Regions from separate parts of the Mus musculus genome. Here region 2 is linked to region 1. Evidence: chromatin contacts called from public HiChIP or PLAC-seq data. All regions are on one chromosome and are shown on one strand. The core of a region is the stretch at or near the end of the contact, and the rest is flanking DNA. Distances in the headings are between cores, read along the strand shown.

The links. HiChIP or PLAC-seq counts read pairs in DNA pulled down with a chosen protein or histone mark.
Region 2: an HNF4G HiChIP or PLAC-seq map of pancreatic cancer cells shows a contact between it and region 1. The contact joins the promoter of 4833427F10Rik here to the promoter of Ltb in region 1. A contact is called at or near these places in 3 of 39 promoter capture datasets (hippocampal neurons and liver) and 2 of 115 datasets of contacts at active chromatin or transcription factors (memory CD8 T cells and pancreatic cancer cells).

The regions. Positions count from the first base shown.
Region 1 is chr17:35,193,012-35,195,935 of GRCm38.p6, forward strand. Ltb (lymphotoxin B) reads left to right here and starts at 1,496. Exons shown (of 3, transcript NM_008518.2): 1 at 1,496-1,672; 2 at 2,039-2,354; 3 at 2,693-2,924. The coding sequence starts at 1,511. Mir6973a (microRNA 6973a) reads left to right here and starts at 1,961; the gene lies at 1,961-2,038.
Region 2 is chr17:35,771,025-35,774,330 of GRCm38.p6, forward strand. It overlaps 4833427F10Rik (RIKEN cDNA 4833427F10 gene), which reads left to right and starts at 1,426. Exons shown (of 3, transcript NR_045459.1): 1 at 1,426-1,887. Gm32409 (a long non-coding RNA gene) reads right to left here. Exons shown (of 4, transcript XR_876780.2): 4 at 2,800-3,306.

The DNA.
Region 1 (2,924 bases), core at 246-2,745:
TGAAGGATGACCATGGGTTTCTGACGGTTCTGCTGGGATTACAGGCCCGCAGCACCAAGCCTGCTTGATTTCGTGCTGGGGACAAAGCCAGGGCCCTGGGCATGCAAGGCCAGTGCTCTCCCATGAACCACAGCCCTGAGCTACTTCTCATATCTTTCCAGGTTGTGACTATTACCTCATGTTACCGCTGAATTGTTCAAGTTAGTCTTTGTTTCCTCTTTTTTTTTCCTTGCCTCAGGAAGACAAAATTTACATCTAGTAAAATGTATGAAGCTGGAATTAGTTCTGTTTTGCCTGTTACAGAATCAAACCTACTAGCCAAGTGCCCTGTCAGGAAACTCTACTGCTATCCCAACACTGCCTTTTCGTCTCTCTGGGCCTCAGCATCTTCTTAGGGCTTTCCCATGGAGACGAAGTGGCTAGTGTAATAAAGACTGTAGTTCAGTGGCTAGCACATTCTTGGTGCCTTTGGTCAGTCAGCTGTATTCTACTAATATTGGTGTTGGTAATATTTTCCAAACGAGTTGTCTGGTCTGGGACATAGAGACTGCAAGGTCACCAGGAAGGGGACATGGCCTGAAACCTCTGTCCACCTTCCTCCGACCTGCTCTTCCCTAAACTCCAATCAGCTGCCCCTCGGGTGCCATTAATTCGGTTCCTGATGTTCATTGAAGTCAACAAATTTCTCATTCATTCATTCATTCATTCATACATTCATTTGCCCTGTCCCTCATTTATAAGTAGTTGATGCTTCCCAATGGAGGAGGCTCATTCTAGACAGACTCCCTTAAGGTGGAGTGTGCCTCTGTATTGCTTTATCAGGACAGAGAGAGAGAGAGAGAGAGAGAGAGAGAGAGGCTGAGCCCCCTTCATAAAGCCATAACCACTGCGGACCCACTTAATTCTGCCTTTCCCATCTGGTTTTAGAGACTGAAACAGGAAGAAGTCAGCCAGTGTGGGGAGAGGGTCGTATCAGGGACGCAGACACACAGCCGACCCTTGTTGGCCTCCCACTCCATCTCCTCACCCCCCCTCCCGTGTGTGTGTGTGTGTGTGTGTGTGTGTGTGTGTGCGCGCGCGCGTGCGTGCGTGCATGCATGTGTGCAGGTGCGTGTGTCTTTGCAGCCCTCCCTTCAGCACTGTAAGGTCCAGAAGCATGAAGAACACACGAGATACTTGGAGTCCTACCTGGCCATGACAACCTTGTTTGTTGCCTGGCCTTCTGCAAGCTCCCTTCCTTCCCTGGGCTTCATCTTCCCTCCCTGCCAAGCCCCTCTTCATCTTTACCTTGAAAACCTCTCTCTACCCCATCTCCTTCCCCAGTTCAGAGAACCCAGGCATCCAGCCACCCAACCCCGGCCCCAGCGCTGGGTAAACAGGAAGCTGGGTGAGGGGAGGAAGGGTGTTCGGAAAGTCCCCGGGCAGGGGGCAGGTGTGTGGGTCTGCGGGGGTGGGGGGGTCTACCCCTGAGGTATGAAAGCCCCTGCCCCGGTCCTAGTTCTGAGTCTGGATGGGGACACGGGGACTGCAGGGCCTGGGTGGGAGACCCCAGGGGAGGGGCTGCCTCTTGCTGGCTGTGGCAGGAGCTACTTCCCTGGTGACCCTGTTGTTGGCAGTGCCTATCACTGTCCTGGCTGTGCTGGCCTTGGTGCCGCAGGATCAGGGACGTCGGGTGAGTGGCTGCAACGGGCTCCAGAGGGCTGCCTCTTGTGACTGTTTATTTACTTATGGCTGTGCTTCTGCCCACCGCGCTCAGCTGGCCGCTCTCCCCAGAGGGAATGTCTGGTCTGTCTTTGCCTCTCCAGGCAATCCTAGCCTGAATTTTCAAGCCCCTTCCTGGTTGGCTTCTTTTCCAGATAACACTGCACTTGCGTCTCTCTGCCTGCATACATCGTCTTTGTTTGTTCTTCTAGCAAGATGCAGTCTAGGGAGGACACAGCAGGCCCAGGCCTTGGGGCTGGGCTCTACGGTGGGAGGGGTGGAGTTGCCATTAGCCAAATCTGACCTCTGGGCACTCTAACCCTACCTACCCATCCAGGTTGAGAAGATCATTGGCTCAGGAGCACAGGCTCAGAAAAGACTGGATGACAGCAAACCGTCGTGCATCTTGCCCTCACCCTCTAGCCTCTCAGAGACTCCTGACCCCCGTCTGCATCCTCAGAGATCCAATGCTTCCAGGAATCTAGCCTCCACATCCCAGGGCCCTGTTGCGCAGTCCTCTCGGGAGGCATCTGCATGGATGACCATCCTGTCTCCAGCTGCGGATTCTACACCAGATCCAGGGGTTCAACAGCTGCCAAAGGGGGAACCAGAAACTGACCTCAACCCTGAGCTCCCTGCTGCCCACCTCATAGGTAAGCATCTGGTAGACCGAAGAGTGCTGGCTATGTACCCCCACAGTAAGCGAGAGTCCTTTGGCTCTGCTATGACACTACTGGTACTTTCCCAACTCCTCCACCACCAACTTCTCCCTCGGTATGACTGACTGCTCAGGAAACAGGTAAAAACCGGCAGGGATCTCGCCACTTTAGTCCCTTCGGGTGATAGATAGCACCGTTATTCCTGCCCCTCCCCGCTAAGTACCACAGAAGGAGGAAGACCCCGCTCCTCCGCTCCAGGTCCCTGCTCATCCTGCCCGGGTCTCCGACCTAGAGATCACGGCCCGAGCGCTCACGCGTGTCCCTTTCTGCAGGCGCTTGGATGAGTGGGCAAGGGCTCAGCTGGGAGGCGAGCCAAGAAGAAGCGTTTCTGAGGAGCGGCGCGCAGTTCTCCCCCACCCACGGGCTGGCGCTGCCACAGGACGGCGTCTATTACCTCTACTGCCACGTCGGGTACAGGGGCAGGACGCCCCCTGCCGGCCGAAGCCGTGCTCGCTCGCTCACGCTGCGCAGCGCCCTGTACCGCGCGGGGGGCGCCTACGGGCG
Region 2 (3,306 bases), core at 176-2,675, 580 kb after region 1:
GTGGCTCTGAGCTGGGTAACAGCCCCTCTGGAACTGACTGGAGGAAGGGGCTGTCCTGCTAGAATGTTGGGTGGGCCTTAGAAAGAGTGGGAACTCCAGGCTGGGGAGCTGATGCACTCCCAGTAAAGTGCTTGCCACACACACACACACAGGGACCACAGTTCAATCCTCAGCACCCACATAAACATCCAGGGTGAGCAACATGAACTTTAAACCCAGTGCTGGAAACATAGAGACAGAAGGCCCCTTGGCTTGCTGATCAGGCAGCCTCATCTAATCTGTGTGCCTCAGGTCTCAGAGAAAGACCCTGTCTCACTCTGTGACTTTAGGTAAATTCCAGCATCCTCTGCCGAATTGGGTTGATAAAACTCCTGTAGGAGCGAGCGCTCTGAAGGCCTGCAGTCAGCTTAGCCGCTGTGAACTCCCAGCTTTGCCTAACTTCCCTGGAGTGTAAGCAAATACTCTCTAAAAATCAAACATCGGCCCCCGGCAATGTAGCAGGAGGACATTTTTAAGAAGCAGAGATGTTTGTTTGGTTTGGTTTTAAAAGACAGGATCTCTACGTAGCCCCAAGTGGCCTGAAACTTGCTTACAATGTAGATCAGGCTGGCCTGAAGCTTACAGAGACCCTCCCGCCCTGCCACCTGAGTGCTGGATTAAAGGCACTTACCTGCTTTTCATTTTCCTAAGCAACACTTATTTTTTTCTTCTAAGGTTGTTCCTTGCCCTCATTATAAGAGTCAGAATTCATGAAACACTTCTTTTCCCCTGGCTCCATGACTCATCAGGTGGAGGCCCTTGGCACCAAGTCGGATGACTTCAGTTCAGTCCTCCGTGCCCACACAGTGAGAGGCAAGAACCAACTCCCACACGTTGTCCTCCATCTTCCCTGCTTGATCCTGGAAACACACACATACACCCCTGAACACACACAAGCCCAAACACACACACACACAAGCGCACACACACACAGCTCTAGAGCTATCCTCCTGCCTCCGCATCCCCAGCACTGAAATTACAGGTGTATCCCAGCAGGCCCAGCTGCTCAGAATTTTTGCAGCTATAGTTGATGTGACCTGGCTTCACTCTTCTCAGTGACACAGTATGAGAAGCTGTGTCCAAAAACGGGCACACACCGTGCCACAGGCAGAAGCTTACCCAAGGCCTCCGCTCGAGCCTGGCAGAACACTCCAAGCTGTTTGCATACCTTGAATGCCATGGCAGCAAATCAAGGCCTGTCAGACACGGGGATTTATGGCAGACTATATAGAACATCGAGCTCTGGTCAGACATCTAGGAGACCCTTCCAGCAACAGGACGCCATACAAGGAAGCTTCGTCTCACAGGCTGGGACGTGGGGAGGAGTCAGAAAGGACAGTTTTGTTGCTCACCAAGAGGGAATCTCTGCCCTGATAGACATCAAGAGACAGGAGACAGAGTTTGCCATGAGAGTCAGTCTCATGGCAAGGGGTTTTTGGTAACATAACAAAGAATCAGAAACTTCAATGTACAAAAGAGCTTTTAATCAAAATGAATGGGGACTAAGGTTGGAACTTAGTGGATAGTGTAATCAATTAGAATGGAAGAAGCCCTGGGTTCAGTTCCCAGTACCACAAAAAACCAGGCATTGTGGTGGTTTGTATGTGCTTGGCTCTGGGAGTGGCACTATCAGAATGTGTGGCCCTGTGAAAGTAGGTGGGAACTTGTTAGAGCATGTGTATCACTGTGGGCAGGGGCTTTAAGACCCTTATCCTAGCTGCCTGGAAGTAAGTATTCTGCTAGCAGCCTTCAGATGAAGATGTAGACCTCTCAGTTCCTCCTGCACCATGCCTGCCTGGATGCTGCCATGTTCCCACCTTGATGAAAATGATCTGAGCCTCTGAAACTGTAAGTCAGCCCCAATTTAATGTTGTCCTTATAAAAGTTGCCTTGGTCACGGTGTCTGTTCACAGAAGTAAAACCCTAAGACAGGCATAGTGGTACACATCTGTAATGCCAGCACCTGGGAGGTACAGGCAGGAGAATCATTAGTTCAAAGTCATCTTCAGATACATTAGGAGTTTGAGGCCAGCCTGGGCTACACGAGACCTTATCTCCAGAAAAAGAAAAAACTGGATTTGAGCCATCTGTGACATTTTCAAGGTGCCTGACCCACACAGCTGTTTTACTTGACTGAGTCTTCAATACTCCTTTATTTACTGAACATAGTTCACATGTGTAATCCTGAGCAATTGGGGAGACAGTGTAAGAAAAGACAGAGATGGAAAGTTTGCTCTGTGTTAGAGATCAGCTTAGAGATGATCCTTAAAAGGTACCTCACACCTGCAATTCCAGCATTCAGGAGACAGAGGCAAGAGGATCATTACAAGTTTGGGTCCAGCCTGGGCTACACAGTGAGTTCTAGGAGGCTCACAACCATAGATAAGGCCAGCCCTCTTCGGGGCTCTGTGGGTACTGTATGTATGCATGTGATGCCGGTACATACCCACAGGCAAAACACTCACAGACATTAATTAAGAAAGGAAGAAAGAAACAAAGAAACAAAGAAGGAAACAAAAAGGAAGAAACAGCCGGGTGTGGTGGCACATGCCTTTAATCCCAGCACTTGGGAGGCAGAGGCAGGCGGATTTCTGAGTTTGAGGCCAGCCTGGTCTACAAAGTGAGTTCCAGGACAGCCAGGGCTATACAGAGAAACCCTGTCTCAAAAAAAAAAAAAAAAAAAAAAAAAAAAAAAGGAAGAAACAAAGGAAGAAAGGATCCTTCCTTACAAATCAATGAAAAATGCAAATATCTCTATTTATTTATTTTTGAGACTAGATTTCATGTAGCTAAGACTGGCCTGAACTCACTATGTAGCTAAGTCTGTCCTTGGACTATCTCTCCTCCTACCTCTACCTCTCAAGAACTGGGATTAGAGATGTGTGTCACCATATCTGGCTCAAATACATCAATCCATGAAAAGGAGAAGCTGAGCATTGTGGCCGGTGCCTAACAGCCAGCTACTTGGGAGACTGAGGTAGGGAGAATCACAAGTTACAGGCCAGCCTGGGCTACATTCAGAGACCAGAGGGTGAGGAGAGAGAGGACAGGCTGGGGAATTCGAATTGTCCCCATTGCTAGTGGGAATATTAAGTAGAGAACTTGGAATTTCCTCAAAAGGCTGAACTTAAAGCAAACGTGTGACCTAATGCAACCTAGAAACGCCACTCCTCCCCGCAAGACCAGCAAACATGTTTCACTCAAAGAATGTCGGATGGCTCAGAGCAGTGGGTGTTCTTCACGGTAGCTAAAATGTGATATCATACA